Linked DNA regions of Mus musculus: region 2 is linked to region 1. A link is a contact called in public HiChIP or PLAC-seq data. All regions are on one chromosome and are shown on one strand. Each heading gives the region's core, a stretch centred on a gene start, on an enhancer-like site or on the middle of the called end of the contact. The rest is flanking DNA. Distances are from core to core; before and after follow the strand shown. Region 1 overlaps Spag9 (sperm associated antigen 9). Region 2 holds the start of B230206L02Rik (RIKEN cDNA B230206L02 gene).

Region 1 (4,085 bases), core at 569-3,068:
TTTTGTATATGTTAGTACCTGAAAGAGTTGTATACAAATCTATGTATATTTAGGATATAAGGAAACTAAAACTTGTAGGCTTAAAAATATGTATAATATTAATATGACTAATATTAAGGGCTGGCTTAGGCTATGCTGGAGAAGTATTGCCATACAGTAACTAAGACTTTGGAGTTACCTTGTCCCATATATGCAGCCTTTGGTGATTTGTTTAATCTCTTAGGTTCCTTCTCTTAAGGTATTTTACCTCAGTGACTGATTTTAAAAAATCAAGCGAGCTATTTTTTGCACTTCATTACAGTTGCAAAATATATGATCCATTATATAAGTAAGTCATTTGTGTACCTCACATTTTTAGTAGAAGTGACTTTTAATCTTAGTCCTGCTGGTTACTAATATATAAAGCCTTAGAACATCATCTTCCCTATTGTAAAATCTGGAAAAGCAGTCCTGTTTCCTGGTTGGTTAGACCAGATAAAGCACATCAGTTTATCTGGCTCAGTTCTTTCAGGTATAGCCAAAAGGCTATCTGAAATACATATTTTCAAAAATCATTAGTACACATAAGCTGGTATTTAAATAACCAACTAAAAATCAATATATACAACTGAAGCTACTAGCTAGAGACTATAACAAGATTCAGACACTTGTCAGCCTTGCTTCTGTTAGGGAGTCAGTGGCTGGACAGCGAGAGCAGGTGCTTCAGTGTAGGGACTGAAATCTGCCACTTGGTATTTTTCTACAGGTTCTCCTTTTTTTTTTTTTTTTTTTTGGTTAACTTTTCTGTGATTTTTATTGAAGCATATAATACAAACAGCATCAAACATGCATGACAACAAAGCTCAAGACTAGTGTTTGCCTTTCACGAACTTTGTTTTGAGAGTAGAATATTGTCAGACTTATGTAACTGCATCTCTTGCCCCCATCAGCTATCTAATTGGTCAGTCCGCAGAGGAAGAAGCACATGGTGATGCTAATTTTCTAGATCTGGAGCAGAGAAACTCCAAGCATATTTGACCCCCTCCTAGAGATCTGTTTTTCTCAAAAAAGTGATAAAAGCAAAATAGAGAGTTGGGCGTATAGATGGAATAGGAAAGGAAGCTTGGGTTTAAAGAAGACTGCGCACTCCATATGTGTGGAAAGGAGTTTATGTGGGAAGATGGTGCCAGTGATGGGCTTGTATCTCAGGAAATCTGCGCTATCTTCCTAGCTTTATATTAGATAGACTCTGATTAAATTCCTACTTGCTTCTCCCTTAAGGCATGAAGGCTTGTTAGATAAAAGTCAGATAGTAGTTTGGGAATTTCTGTTCCCAAAGTAAGTTTTTCAAAATTGGGAATAGACAGCAGGCTAGCAACTTTTCATTCTGTTAACTAAAGGAAACCAAAACACTTGGCTATCATTTAATGAGAAAAAAAGAGGATTGCAGTTTAAGAACAAAGAAGCAGAAATGATGTAGTTTAAAGTAAAAGCTAATAAGTCTCAAGAAGAAACAAGTTCTATTGCCTGGAAATAGAAACGTGTAATGTGCAGTATACTCTCTATTAGGAAAAATAAAACTCTTTGTCACTGACTTGTGAAATAGCTGACTAGTGTTTACTTGTTTCAGATTTAGATTTATTTACTACTTATTGGAGTATGAATGTGGAGGTCAGAAGACAGCCTGTAGGAGCTGGTTCTCTCCTTCTGCCATGAGGGTCCTAGAGACTGAACGCAGGTGTCAGGCTTGGTGCCAATTGCCTTTATCCACTGAGTCATCCCTCCACCTTCTTTGTAATGTTTTGGAGACAGGCTCTAATGTAAACAGGCTGGGCTCTATTGTGCTTTGTGTACAAGGATGACCTTGAACTCCTCCTCCTGTCTATCTCCTACGTGCTAGGACTCCATCACTCCCAGTAAAGAAAGACTTGGAAAAGAGCTGCTCTTTTTTCCTAACAGAAGTTTTCTCATCTGCACTCTGCCTAAAAGAACTACTGTAATATGATTTGTAGAAAACCAGAACTTAAATAAAAATGTTTTGGATTTTTACTGTTGAATAGTATCCCTGTTTCAAAGAGTATATTCATTTTCCTCTAGGCAGAAAAGGCCTACTGTAAAAACACTGTAGCTTGAGGAAGTGGAAAACTAGGAACAGGGACTGGGGAGGCCTTTGCCTGTTCCTTATGACCACTAACCTCCATGGCTAACACTCAGCAGCTCTTCTCCATGTTTACCACACCAGACCACCATCAAGTTCTTGGCAGAGGCAGCTGTGGTAATGCATGCCTGTACTCTCAACATACAGCGGGCTAAGGCAGAGGATCTCCAGTTCAGGGTCAGGCTAGGCTAAGTTCTGAGACCTCACCTATGAACAGCTCCAAACTTGGCAGGTGAAAACAGTGTCTAAACAGTTTTTCCACACTTTTCTTAACTTGTGGAGCCAATGTAAAGCTTTGAGGCTGTTTTTTCTCTTTGGTATATACTTATTTAGGTGTGCGTATAGGATTATGTAGGAGAGCTGATTGCAGATTGAGAATAAGCTTTCTACAGCCAGGGGAGACCCTGACCTTGTTATCCCCTTGCCTCATCTTCCAAAGAGCTGGGATTTTTCTATCCACAGCCCAGGCTTAAAATCACGACAAATAAAAAACTAATGAGAATGTTTCATTTTTTTCTCCCCTCTTCAAATAGAAAAGAACGTCCTATATCATTAGGGATTTTCCCTCTACCTGCTGGAGATGGATTGCTTACACCTGACACTCAGAAAGGAGGCGAGACCCCAGGATCAGAGCAATGGAAATTTCAAGAATTAAGTCAACCACGTTCTCATACCAGCCTGAAGGTAAGCTTTATTTTAACAGTACATTTTATAAGCATTCTTATTCAAATAGAAGTCCCAGAAAACCAAAGGATAATCTAATAGTTTAGGGCTGCCCAGATAGTTTACTGGGTGAAAGTGCTTATCACCAACTCTGACAGTCCCCATCCTCAGGACCTACATGATAGAAGAGAGAACCAACTCCCGATTATCCTCTGACCTCTACAGAACCACAGTGACTGTAGTTCACACCTTGTTCAACCGCACACAAATAAGTAAATAAATCTAAATTTAAAAAATAGTTTATATATTTTTTAGTTTGAAAGTATCTTAAAAACAAATCGAGATGGGCTTTTCCCAGGGTATGTTCTTGCTAGTTAATTTGAAATTACATAGGAAAACAAAGCCAAATAGTGTTACATCTTTACTTTAGTTAGAGTTATCGGTGCTGCGGTGAAGCACCAGCTGGGAAGGAAAGGTTTATTTGCCTTATGCATCACTGTTCATAATCGAAGGAAGTCAGCGCAGGAACCTGGAGGTAGGAGCTGATGCAGAGGCCATGGTGGGGTGCTGCTTACAGGCTTGCTTCATATGGCTTGTTCAACCTGCTTTCTTATAGAACCCAGGACCACCAGCCCAGGGGTAGCACCACCCTCAAGGGCCTGGGCCCTCCCCCATCCATCACTAATTAAGAAAATGCCCTACAGGATTGCCTACAGCCCAATCTTAATGGAAGCATTTTCTCAATTTAGTCTACCTCCTTTCTGATGACTCTAACTTTGTCAAGTTGATATAAAACTAGCCAATATAATCTTGCTTAGTAGTCTAATGACAAGGATTTCTTTTATATTTAGTGTACCTGATATGAATCTAGAATTTAGGGTCTAGTGATGTGAGGAACTAATTGGGATTTTGTTTTGTTTGTGTTTGGTTTTTTATTTTTGTTTTTATGGTTACTGGGGATCAACTTAGGGTCTTGTGACTACTTTTGGAACCCTATATTCAGAAATTCTAACTATTTATTTTTAGTGTGACTGTTGCTGGTGGAGCACACTTGTGGAAGTCAGGAAACAACTTTTGGGAGTTGTTCTTCCACTGTAGGTTCTAGGACTAGAATTTAGGTAGTCAGGCTTGTGTTGAAAGGACTTCTGCCTATTGAGCCATCTTGCCAGTCCTCAGCTCTGGGCCATGAGTGTGACAAGCAAGCACTCTGTTACTGAGACATATTCCTTTTAAGTTTGAAATAGTGTGTACCTGCTTGTTGCCTATATATGTACCACCTGGGTGC
Region 2 (4,085 bases), core at 760-3,259, 86 kb after region 1:
CACATACACACACACACACACACACACACACACACACACACACAGTGGCAACATAATGGAAAGAAAGGTAAAGATTAAGCGCCATGGAGCAAATTTCCATGAAATGGATGTGACCCCAAACAGAGGTGACCCCTGAGGCTAGTGGCTTTTCTAGAACTCCAGACCCCTCAGATCCTCACCTGCACTCAGGCACTCAGGGCTTCTCCTTCCTCCAGGGGTCCATCACCATGGTGAGGAATGCGATGTCCTCAAGACGAGACAGAGGGTGAGCCTGTATGAGTCCCCAGCCCCACAAGGTAGGCAGTTCCAGAATGGGATCTCAGGGTCACTGTCAGTTACCTCGGGGCAGACACCTGGGTTATCTGAGAGGCTCTGATACCAAGGCTGTATAAGACACCCTAGCAGAGCTCTAGAGGTCAGGCGGAGACCCTAGAGACCATTTGGGGACACCAGGGAGTCTCAGGGCACTGGTTTACATAGGAATGGTGTTTGTAGAGGCCAAAGGAGAACATGTGACCACTAGACAGTGCTGCAGAAGCTTCCTGGCCCTGACAAGGTATTCCTGCCTCTGCTCCTCAACAAGTTCACCTCCCTCCCGGGGCTGCAGGCTGAATCTAAGGAGAGCTGAGAGAGCCATTTTGTACCTCACTGCTCTCAGCTTTCCCCTAATGAATTCAGTGCCAGGGACTACATGCAGATCCAGTGGACAACAAGGCTCATGAAACAGGATGGGGAGTGTCCAGGTCTGGGTGTCTTTCCAGGGCCTCTTTGTCCTTGTTGAAAGAGTTGAGAAGTCAGCATGGACTATTCTAGAAACTTCCCTGGGCTGGGCAGGGGGACAAGAACCCAAAGATCATTACAAAAGCTGGAGGTCAGGCCTGTGCCTGTCAGCTGGCTGGCCCGTCTTCAGTTCTGTCCTGAGCCCTAAGAGGCTTAGAGCATCATGTTTGGTCCTGACCCACTAAAAATGTCTAGCGGTACCCACTCTCCATTTGTGACAAGAGAAACGGGTTCTAGATGCTGCTAAGTGTCCGCTGGGAATACAAAAGCAACCATCCACTTGAGAGCCATGGCCTTAGAGGACAGGTGACAAGGACTCCAGGAGGGTCCATCCACCTCATGCTAAAAGCCTTTTCACCAGCAGTTCTTGCTGTGGCCTCTTCAGGGAAATCTGGTAATGATTATGACCTAGGCAGGTCTCCTACCATTCATCTGAAGGGAGTGTGTGGAATTCAAGTCCTATCCACAGGGTGAATGAAGGGAACATCTTCCCACAGGGAAGAAGGCCTGGATAACAGCAAGCTGGGGTAGCCTGTACTTCACTTCCTGACCCTAAGAAGTACATGGCCACTAAAGGTACAAGGCCACTCAGGGCAGCTGAGTTGCACCAGAGACCCCTACCCTTTGGAACTTCTGGAATGAGGCCTTGCCCCTCAAGCAGGTGGCTGTATGCTCAGCCCCATTTGGAACCTTGCACATGGCTTCCCTGACTCAGACTGCTGTATGTGACCTGTGCTTGTCACATCTCAAGATTACTTCCTATGGCTAATGACCTGGACACCTGGCAGGTGTCCCTCCCCCTGAAGGCAGGGGATGGGCCTAATGAAGCCAGCGGCAGCTTTTAATTGTGGGTTCTAGAGTGGAATGATGGGGGAGGGAGACACACTAAAACTTCCAGGAGCTTCCACATCCTAGCTGGCTCTGCAGTGTATTGTAAAGACACTTGGTATTCAATGCCCCTGTCAGGTCTCAGTTCCTTGTTTATAAAATAGAGGCTTTGGAGAACAGGGTGTGTAAAATTTTCCTGTGCCTAGGAACATCCTACATGATAGGGTTTTCAGGTACATTCTGTCACTTGGGTCACACATTATCCTACCAAATGACTATTCTCACTCTCAAGTTATAGCCAAGGAAGCTGAGACTTGCCCCAGGTTACAAAGTCAGCAGGTGTTGGGTCATGTGATCGGGTCTGGCCCATAGGTGGCGCTGTTGAGCACTCCAGTGGCTCTGTAAAAAGGCCAACTCGCTGGAGGACGGAAGGGTGGCCTGAAGACTGAGGAGGGGCAGGTCAGGTGCCCAGTCCAGAGAGGAGGAGTTGAAGATGACAAGGTTCGGAGCTCCAGGGACTGGGTGGTGGCAGTGCTATTAATGGAAACAGGGAAGTCCGGAGGAGGAGCAGGTTTGGGCCCAGGAGGCGGAGTTCATCCTTAGACATGTTGACCCTATTATGCTAACAGTGGGCTATTTCGGCTGAGGTCTAGCCACAATTCAAGGAGGAAAAAATTAAGGCTTAGTAAATATTCTTGACCAAAGCCAAGCTGCTCTTGCTATGTCCCATGTTCCCTGGCCTGGGCCTCAGGCTGCAGTGTTAGGATGGCAGCAGCCTAGCCCCAGCCCCAAGTTCAAGCCCTAATCCAGCCGCTGGGGGTCGCCACTGTGCACAGACTGGCAGAGCTGCCAAGGTGTGCCAACCGAGAAGAGGGTTTGGAGCCAGGATTCCCCTCACAGGAGACAGAGGTCTCTTCCCTCTTTGTAGAGGTAGCAGAGGCTCACGAGCAGAACCGAGTATCAGGCAGGTTAAGCTTTCCCCAAGAGCCTGATTAACCTTCTCCATCAGGTCTCGGTGACCTTGGAGCCAGGAGGGAAAAGCCACAGAGCCCCCTCACCTCTGGTGCTTTGAGAACAGCTCTCCCAGTTGCCCGGGGCGGGGGGCGGGGGCGGGGGGGACACAGTGTTCAGGGCTCTAGTGACCTCGCTGGGAGCAGGATCCCAGCTGTTTCAAGCCTCCACATGTCTCCCTTGACATTTGCGTCAGCAACTCTGCCCTTTGACCTTTCACTCCCCAGAGAGGACGGTGGAGGCAATCGGGACTAATTATTTGCAGTTCGGTGTGTCCAGCAGTTTATTGGGGTTTGACCTGGCTCTCTGGTCTCCCCCACCCCAGCTTTATGGTCTTGGTCTCCCGAGGAAGTTAAAGAACCAAGGGCAGGAGTGGTTCCTCTTGGCCTCCTGGTGTTGAGAGCCAGGTGGGAAGGTACGCTTGTAAAAGGGCTTGGAGAGGTGTCCCCACGCAGGCACGCACGCCCAGCGCAAACTCTGCCCCCCACACCCTTGGGCCAGCCTCCTGCTGTGCTTGGACTTGTTGGGACATGTCCCCAAGTGGACTGGGGCCAGGAGAAGGGGATGCCAGTCTCCTGGCTGCTTGCCCAGGCTGGAAGGGGGTGGAGGTTGCAGGACTCCGAAAGAGCTGGGGGTGGGGCAGGTGCGGTGGAGTCCATGGGGCTCCCTAGGCCCTGGGCCCATGAGGTATCTGGTTCCCTCTATATTTGGCCTTGACATTACTAGCATGCCCTCTCAGAGGGGCAGGCGGCCAGCTGTACCCAATGTCTCCTCACAGGGACCGGATTATTTGAGGGCTCTGGGGGAGACAGTTGTAGCCCAGGAGGGCTGAGAGGCTTAAGAGGACATTTCCCCACAGATCCCGGTCAGAAAGGAGTCAAGGATAGATGGCACAGATAGATGGCCCTGAAACTTTTCTAAGAATTCCCAGTACACTCACTGGAATGTTCCTTTTGCTCAGGTTCCCCGAGGAAGCCTAGGCTCTGTGGCATGGGTGACGTGGGGCATGATCCCAACCTCTTCCCCAGGAGAGGTTTTCTAGGTATCCTGGTACCCTCAATAAAAATAAAAACAAAAAACCCAAATAACCACAGATCATTTTATGCAGTAGGCACCTATAATCCCCACATTGCAGGGGCTGAGACCGGAGGATCACAAGGTCCAGGCCAGCCAGTGCGGTATACCTAATGAGACTGTCTCAGAAAAAGATACGAAAAGGGAGCCCCGTCCACATACATACAGAAAACAACTTCGTTATAGATTGAGTCACTGGAGGAAAGGGTGGCTGGCTGGTCCTCAGTGTTAGCGGTCTCTCTGATTACTATTTCCAAAAAAGCAACTGGGATCGGCCAGCAACTCCAGCTTTCCAATATGCTGAGTGCACTCATGCAGGCCAGAGGGACTAGGAGTGTCCCTGTCCCCGTGCCCCCCACCCCCAGGGGAAAGTGTCTTTCAGACCCTATGTC

Evidence for each region. HiChIP or PLAC-seq counts read pairs in DNA pulled down with a chosen protein or histone mark.
Region 2: an H3K27ac HiChIP or PLAC-seq map of embryonic stem cells shows a contact between it and region 1, with 7 read pairs. The contact joins the promoter of B230206L02Rik here to the enhancer-like site in region 1. A contact is called at or near these places in 1 of 39 promoter capture datasets (embryonic stem cells), 1 of 115 datasets of contacts at active chromatin or transcription factors (embryonic stem cells) and 3 of 9 other capture datasets (adipose tissue, liver and pancreatic islet).

The regions. Positions count from the first base shown.
Region 1 is chr11:94,045,738-94,049,822 of GRCm38.p6, forward strand. Spag9 (sperm associated antigen 9) reads left to right here. Exons shown (of 29, transcript NM_027569.3): 5 at 2,671-2,821. Among named protein-coding and RNA genes, the nearest start is that of Gm38951, 27 kb to the right of the region's middle. Within about 2 kb of position 1,819, at least 16 of the 459 cell types and tissues checked have an H3K27ac peak or open chromatin away from gene starts, as enhancers often do. A contact at or near this core is called in embryonic stem cells, where this site is marked.
Region 2 is chr11:94,131,447-94,135,531 of GRCm38.p6, forward strand. B230206L02Rik (RIKEN cDNA B230206L02 gene) reads left to right here and starts at 2,010. Exons shown (of 4, transcript NR_167701.1): 1 at 2,010-2,109.